2 separate regions of the Pan troglodytes genome follow, and region 1 is linked to region 2. Evidence: chromatin contacts called from public Hi-C data. All regions are on one chromosome and are shown on one strand. The core of a region is the stretch at or near the end of the contact, and the rest is flanking DNA. Distances in the headings are between cores, read along the strand shown.

Region 1 (3,892 bases), core at 687-3,186, 290 kb after region 2:
CTTTGCTTTTTCAATTTTTCCCTCACAGATGTGTTTGAATCACCCTCACCTTTGAGTGAAGTCTTGTAGCCGTATCCTCAGTGACTGTGCCCCTTTGGCTGAATTCCTTGTGTACAGCTGCCATTTGGTCCCTAGATTTTCATTTGGCTCCAGTTAGTTGGCTCTTAGTGACGCCTGTCTTTATGTTCTCAGTGCAAGGACTACCTCTGTAACTAGAGTTTCTTGGAGGGCAGGGGCTGTGACTTACACCTCTTTGCATCCTTAGCTCAGGCAATATGTTTTTATTAACAATGACTTTTGGAGACTGCACCAGGTTAAACAGCATTCTCTGAAAATTCATGTCCACGTGGAACCTGTGAAAGTGACCTTATTTGGAAATAGGGTTTTTGCCAAGTAATCAAGTTAAACTGAGGTCATACTAGATTAGGGTGGGCCCTATGTCCAATGACCAGTATCCTTAAAGAAGAGGGAAATGTGTTTGCAGAGGACACACAGGAAAAGGCCAGAGACTGGAGTGATACAGCTGCAAGCCAAGGAATGCCAGGAATTATCAGCAATCACCAGAAGCTAGGAGGGGGCACAGCGGGATCCCAGCCTTGCTAACACATTGATTTCAGGCTTCCAGCCTCCAGAGCTATGAGGAAATACATTTCTGTTGTTTTAAGTTGTGCAGTCAGTGGTATTTGTTAGGCAGTCCTAGGGAGAATAACACAGGAATGCTGAGCACAATGAGCAAGCTTACAATGTGGCAGAGACCATTCTGGGGCCACTACCATCTTTGGGCAACCCACTGTCAGAAGACCTGCAGGGCCGGTTACAACAAGTTTTTAAGGGATGAAAGAGAGTAACCCGGCCAAGCGCAGTGGCTCACATCTGTAATCCCAGCTCTTTGGGAAGCGAGGCAGGCAGATCACCAGGTCAGGAGTTTGAGACCAGGCTGGCCAATATGGTGAAACCCGTCTCCACCAAAAGTACAAAAATGAGCTGGGCGTGCTGGTGTGCGCCTGTAGTCCCAGCTACTCAGGAGGTTCAGGCAGGAGAATCGCTTGAACCCAGGAGCGGAGGTTGCAGTGAGCCGAGAGTGCACCACCTTACTCCAGCCTGGGAGACAGAGCAAGACTCCGTCTCACAAAAAAAAAAAAAAAAAAAAAAGAGCGTAACTTAAGGCAGTGAGTAGAAAGGAGAGGGAAACAGCTGGGTATGGTCTGAGAATAAAACAATCCAAAACAAAAATTGGAAACTTTATGATGAATAGGTTTTTAAGAAATAGTTTGCTTTAGGACAAAATAGTTGATTTGGAAGTTGGAAATAGAGGAGCAAGTGAGTGAATGGATATCCACTTTATGACATGATATACGCAAAATAATAAAATTGACCTCTTTAGGAGGAAGTGCATGTATTTCCTAGCATGGCTTGTTTGAGATGTGTAAGCTGTGGTTAATGATGGCTAGTGGTCCCTTTAAATTCCAGTCTTGGAGACCTCCGTGGTTAAGAGCATGGACACCATTCGGACCACCCACTTACTGGCAAGTTATTTCACCTCACCTGCCTCCCTCTCAGCATCTGTAAAACCAGAATTAAAATAGCACCTCCCTCATAAAGTTGTGAGGATTGAAAGAGTTAATCCGCATAAATTGCTTAGAACAGTGCCCAGGGTGGATAATAGAAGCCTTAATTGTTTTTACCATCATGACTATCGCCATCATCATGTGCAAATGAGGGAGACCCAGGAAGTGTAAATTATTATTCCAGAAAGAGGCGGTCCCATGGGGAGAAAATGAAGGCAAAGCTGGCCATTTGCTTGAAAGTACGTCTGTAAAACGAATATTAAAACACTTGCTCTCTGAACACAGGGAGTTTTTAAAAAGGCGTGGGGGCTGGGGTAGACTTAAAGTCTCTCTACTGCTTTGGGCAGATTCCAGATTCTGGGAGTGAAGCATATGGGGACCCATGTGACCCTCCCTCTTTGAGATTCACTGGGTCCTAGGTCCTAGGTCCTACCCAGCTCTCCACCCAACAGCCATGCACATTGCAGGCCCTCAGTCAACACTGATTGACGCAAGGGATAAAGGAACAAACCGACTGGGATTGACTTGTCTGGTGCCACTCCCTGCCCTGAAAGGCAAGCCCTGGGAGCCCCCGGCCCCGAAAGGACGTGGAGCCTCGCGGGAGACTCCTGGAAGTGCGTGAATAGCAAGCACAGCGTGGTGCGCCCGCTTTACAAGTTAGCATATTCACAAGAACCCGCTCGGAAGGCCAAGTCCTTGATGTCGGCCAATTGGTTAAGTAGCTGTGTGCTTTCTTTCCAGTGCACTTATTTGGTGATCCCGATTGGCGTCCGCACAGCCGCCACCCTCACTCCCGCTTGAGGATAAAAAGCAAGCCAATTTGGCATGTAGGCACTGTTTGAAAAACAACTTTGCACTCTAGTTATTCGGCAAAAAGCTCCACCTTCCCACGCTGCTGATAATATTTCTCGCGGCTGCGTGGGACACTCCTCGTCTCACCCATGAGAGCGAGCTGCCTTCTGTCTGGTTGGGCGATTCCTGCAGGGCCTGAGCCTCCGCAGAGCCCGGCGTTCAAGGAGAAAAAAGGAGCCGCGGATGTGAGTTTGCTTTGTCACTGCCTTGTGAGCGACTTTGGGCAAGTTACTTAGCTCTCCTCACCTCAGATTTCTTGTCTAATGTGGGAGGGAACCGAACGTGGATGACGCTCTGGGCAGCGGCGGAGAGCCGAGATCACCGCGCGCGCCTGAGAACTTTGTCCGAAGCGCGGCCCGGGGACTGGGAGCGCAGGGCAGGGAGTTCCCTCTGCGGGAGCACGGAGGCGCTCCTACTTTCGCCGCACGTCACGGGGGCCGCTCAGCGCTCTCCCACCCCGGGCCGGGCGAGAGCGGCTCCCCAACAGGGCGACGGAGGAGCGCGGCGAGAGCGAGCCGCCGCGGAGAGCCTGGGAACCCAGAGCGCAACCCTCGGCCCCCGCCGGGGCGGCCTCCGCAGCCGCACGGACCCCGCGTTCGGGGCTGGCCCGCTCCCTCTCGTAAGTCGACTTGGCCACGCGGGGGAGCGAGGGTCGCCCGGGGCTGGAGATGTTAACCCGGTCTCAGCCTCGTCTCCGCCGGGACGCCCCGACCCTCTGCTCCTCACGACTTTCGTTTTCCCGCCGGGGAAAACTTCGGCGCCGCGTCCATCTCCAGGCGGCAGGCGGGGGCGCCCTCTCGGAGCTGCGCGGGGAATCGGGCTGAACCCCGGCCTCTCTCCGCGCCTGCAGGAGCCCCGGGGCCACCAGAGCGCGCGGCGGGCGGACACAGCGTCACGGGCTGGGTGGGCGACCCCGGCGCGCGCCTAGCAGACGCCGCAACTTCGGGGCTCCCCGCGGCAGCCGCCGCCTGCGGCCAGACGCGGGGAAGTTCCCCGAGGCCAGCGGGGGGAAAGGGCGGCGGGCGGCGGGCGCGGAGCGTGTCCTGGATAACGGGCGCGGGCCGCGGCGCCGGCTTCCTGGGCTCGCGGGCGGAGTGGAGCCGCCAGGCTGGAGTCGCGAGCGCGCCGGCGCCGGGCTTTCCCGGGACTCTCCCCAAGTGCCAAGAAGCGGCTCGTGGGCGCGCCCTTGCCGGGAGCAGGGGCATCCCGCCGTCCTGGCCCTTCAGAGCCTAGCGCCGCCCAGCCTGGCCCGCGCCGCTGCGGGGCGCAGGGGACCCGGGGGAGCTACTGAGCCCGGCTTCGTGACGCTTGCCTTTCGGAGCCGCTTGCCGCTTCTCCGCAGCCCTGGACCAGAGGGGACAAGCGATGCTGCCCGAGCCCCCGCCCCTGGGCTTCGGGACAGGGACGCGGGGCGCCTGAAAGGACTGCTACCGCGGCTTCTGCGCCAAGGCAACCGGGGCTGGAGGGGGCCT
Region 2 (4,335 bases), core at 1,369-3,868:
ATTCATTTGAGTTAAAATCTTAGCTGCAACCCAGAAGGAACACTAACTTGTGAACAAATTGGTTTAACATCATAAACCCATAATTATATATTAGACACATTATGTTTTCCCTCAAAAGATTTTATGGTGATATTGTAATTCTGGGACTTTTTTCCCTAGGTGTAAAGTCATCTTTGCAATATTCAAGGAAAAAAATTACACGTGATTCTGTCAGCCGCCCCTAAACACAGAGAACTCCACCTATTTGGAAACAAACTGAGCAATCTTATGAGGGTGTGTCAAAAGTAACCATAATTATAAACAATCTCATTTCTCAGGAACATCCTCCCCGTTGCCCTGTGATTATGCAAAGCATTTACATGCCATAGAATTCAATCGTCCACCTTCATCAGCAGTTGCAAATGTCACAAGCAGGCTACAGGATAGCTCCTGCAAATTAAGTTGACAGTATTTATGCAATGCTGCAATAAAAATTAATTTTACTTAAAGAAACAAATAGGCAAGGTATGCCTTACTTATTCAGACTAAAAAGTATGCTGCAAACATTTTACAGATTCTTTAAAAGAATGGATAATTCTTAAATGTCAATCCAATCTGCTACAGAAACCACCTACCATGGCCAACTGCAGAAAAGGATGTTTTGGCATCTTACTTCCTCCTACTCAGCACTCCGCCTGCATTACACATTCCAGTATTTGATTATAAACTATCTCACAGTGTTCTCAAATTAATAAATGTGTACATTTTGTCTCTTTGAAGCCAAGAACTGCGTCTTATATGGCAGTCATTTTCAATCCCAACAAGATCTAGCATTCTGCTGCTCAAGCGGGTATTCCAGAAAGAAGGAAAAAAAAAAAAAAAAAAACGAATCTTGCACTGGCAATCAGGAAATCTGGATTCTATACCCAATTAGCTCACATTCTATTACATGTTGTTTTTTAAGTCATATCTATTCTCTTCATTCACTTATGAAGCTAGAGCTCCAAAGTTCTCTGACAAAGATTAAGTGTTAAATGGAATCATATGAAACCGCTATTTTTGTAGGTTAGTTGAATTTTAAATACTGGCAATTTCACATGGGTCAACCTAAGTAGACCATGTAATTCCATAATGTGGCTATCTATAGTCTAGAAACTAGACCATAAAGGAATACAAAGAGTGTGTGCATGCACGCATACTCACACTCTTATCTTGAAATGGTTATCCCACATACCCGACAATTTTCATGTTAATGCTGTAACCTATGTGCAATTTTGTTTAACCTTCATGTTACTAATTCCCATTTGTTTTGGCCACCAAGTTTACCATAAGTTCTGGAAGAACACTACAACAAAGCAGGCCTGCAAAATCCAGCCTATCTCCAAAGTACTGTCCAGGTCTTTGCTAGATTATCTCTAAATTGCAAAATGCCTTTCACTGCATGGAGAGGAAAATAAATTCATAAGTAAACAAAAAGTACATTCTCTACCTTGTGGGACGCCGAAATCATGCACATTTAGTATAGCCCAGAAACAAATGCTTCCTACGACTCTGCAGGACCATGTCTAAGAAGGAATATCCTCAAATCCTGAAATATTTCAAACGACTACTTAAGAATGGAGTACATCGATCTCCCCCAACTGCAGAAATTAACTGTTCTATATTAGTATCTCCAAGGTACATTTTTCCTAAAAGAATATCAGCACCAAGGAGACTACGCCCCTTACCAAAAAAAAAAAAAAAAAAAAAAAAAAGGGAGAAGAATCTTTTGAGTCATCGTGCCAATCCCCACGTTGGGCTCCGCATCCTCTCAAGCCGTTCTCCTGTAAATAACCAGACACATCTACACCAATCCACGGTTCTTTCATGGTTCTAAGTTAGTCAGCAGCATTTACAGAGATCCTTCCCGTCACCTAAAAGAAAGGTGCTAACGAACAGCAGTTCCTGGGCGTGAATGCCCGGATCCCGGGATGCAGGCGCTTCTCCCGTCTGCCCTGCGAGCTGCCGGCCCGACAGCCCCATAGACCCCTAGCATTTCTCGAATCCAGGGGCCTCCGAGGTCACCCTGCCTGACACCCTTTCCGCCCCGATTATCGTGACCGTGCAGCCAGCACTGCCTACTCTGACTGAACAGGGCCGATGAACGCAGCTACGCCCCGCGGGTCCACCGATGATGACCGCAGTCACGAAGAGGCCAGACCGCCGCCCGCCTCTCAAGCCCACCCCGGGACCCCGGGTTACTCCAGCACTGATGCCGGCCGCCGCTCGGCCTGCCGGGCCTCAAGGACATTCCTTGCAGTCCCCGCGGGTCCGGGATGCCACACCGACAACGCGCAACCGCAGCCCCCTCCAGGTCCGCAGGAGCTGCCGGTAGCCACTTCCCAGGGCCGAGGGAAGCTCCAGAATTGCCACTAACACAGCCCAAACCCCGCTCCCACCCATCTCCGCCCCGCTCCCCGCCGCCCCGGCCCCTCTTCTCGGCCACCGCCCGCCTCACCTCCAGATCTCACTAGAGACCACCGAACCCCGGCGCCGGCGCTCAGCCTGTCTCCAGTTAACGCAGTCGCGGAGCGGAAGGAACCCTCACCTTACGCACGCTCGGAGCTGGACGAGCCTTCGACCAATAAGAGAGGATCGTTCGATTGTCTAGCCAATCGCCTGGGGGCTGCTCGGCCTGACGGCGCTACGTCACGAACGGTCGCCTTAACAACCGCCCACAGCTCTCTGCAGGGCCAAGAACAGGCACCGCACCATCTCTCACCACGGCTCGGCCAACCAATAGCCGTTCGAGTCCCAGCACTAGGGCCTGCCTATTGGTCCTAGAGCTGTGGGGGCGCACGCATGGCAGCTGCCTAGGCGGAGGCGATAGGGGACCAGGCGGGTGGAGTGTCCCACAGCCTCAGTTCCTGACCCGTGCTCGTCCTGGCTGTGAGAGTACAGTAGGAGGCAGTGATAGGAAGCAAAATCGGAGCGTGAGGGAAAACGCAGGGTCAGGTCGATGACTGAAAGCTCAGTTACTAGCGCGGGAGAGATGGAGGGAAGTGGAGGCGGCCATGAGAAAAAGAGGAATATAAAAAAGGGAAGGTGGCGGCGACGGGCACCTCAAACCTGTAACTGGCCGGTAGCCGAAACCAGCGCTTTCCCGAGATTTACCCATTAGTGTAAATGGCTCCGGTCACCTGCGTCTCTCTCTCTTGTGTGCGACATCCATTGCATACTGGATTCTCTCTGAAATGTGCCTCTCCTGCGTCTTCTGTGCGTTCCTTCTGCTCTCCGCCTGGTGCAGGGCTTTATTATGTCTTACTTAAAACAGTGCAATAGCCTCTCCTAACTGGTCTTCCCAGTCTTACACGCATGCACTTTCCAATCTGTCCTGCACAACTCCCACATGCAGTATGTGGCATACTACTTCCTATTATGCCATAGACCCAAATCAGCGTTTCTCATTGTCTACTGGATTAAAGAAAGAACCTGTCACCACTAATATGGCCCCACCACACATTTCTGACGTATCTCTACTTTCCTGTGCGAACCTTACAGTTCAGCCAGGAGTAACTGGCCCTTCTTCAGTCACACTCAGTACCTTTTTACCTCCCTGCTTATGTTCTCTTTGTTTACCTTGGATATGCCTACCCATTTTAACTGCTGAGATCCTAAATATCCCTTAAGGACTTTTTCATATACCACCTCCTTTCCTAATTCCCTCAAACACGTCATCACTCCCGACCTTGAAAACCCATAAAATTTCCGTAATATTTTTTTATTTGTCTTACTATCGTATATGGAAATTTATTAAGGACAGGAATTGTATTTCACTCAATTTTTAAAGCCCATATTTTGAAACACATTACGAAGAAAACACTAAACACTCCTTAGTTTTAATAAATGATTATAGATTCTTATAATCCTTATATAATAGGTATTATTCCCATTTTACAAAAAAGTAAAAACTAAAGTTTGTCAAGCAACTTGCTGTAGATCACATAGATAATGAGCAAAACTGGAATTTGAACCCAGATCTAATGCTTAGGCTGGTTCTACTGTTCCCCACTGCTTCAGTGTAAGACCTTCATTCATATCTCTTTACCAAATGTTGCCTTTGAAATGCTCATTATGTGAAGTACACACTGTGGTTGGCATGGGAGATATAGTGACAAACATGACAGATATAGTGCCTGCCTTTATGAACCTTGCACAGAAAAGAAAACGGGTGAACTACCCAAAGATTGCAGTGTTCTCTTAGCAGCCTTGTCAAAAAAAAAAAAAAAAAAAAAAAAGAGAGAAAAGTGTGTAAGTACCGAGAGCCTAGAACCTGTCATATTTTTAATGCCGCTAGAAGTCTCAAGGACCAAATAT

Evidence for each region. A called contact is a pair of places that touch in the nucleus more often than the background predicts.
Region 1: a contact with region 2 is called in a Hi-C map of stem cell-derived neural progenitor cells, with 4 times the contacts expected there. The contact joins the promoter of GCNT4 here to the promoter of HMGCR in region 2. A contact is called at or near these places in 3 of 7 Hi-C or Micro-C datasets (induced pluripotent stem cells and stem cell-derived neural progenitor cells) and 1 of 1 datasets of contacts at active chromatin or transcription factors (stem cell-derived excitatory neurons).

Annotation. Positions count from the first base shown.
Region 1 is chr4:40,991,224-40,995,115 of NHGRI_mPanTro3-v2.0_pri, forward strand. GCNT4 (glucosaminyl (N-acetyl) transferase 4) reads left to right here and starts at 1,937. Exons shown (of 2, transcript XM_009449015.5): 1 at 1,937-2,605.
Region 2 is chr4:40,697,194-40,701,528 of NHGRI_mPanTro3-v2.0_pri, forward strand. HMGCR (3-hydroxy-3-methylglutaryl-CoA reductase) reads right to left here and starts at 2,619. Exons shown (of 20, transcript XM_016953130.4): 1 at 2,477-2,619.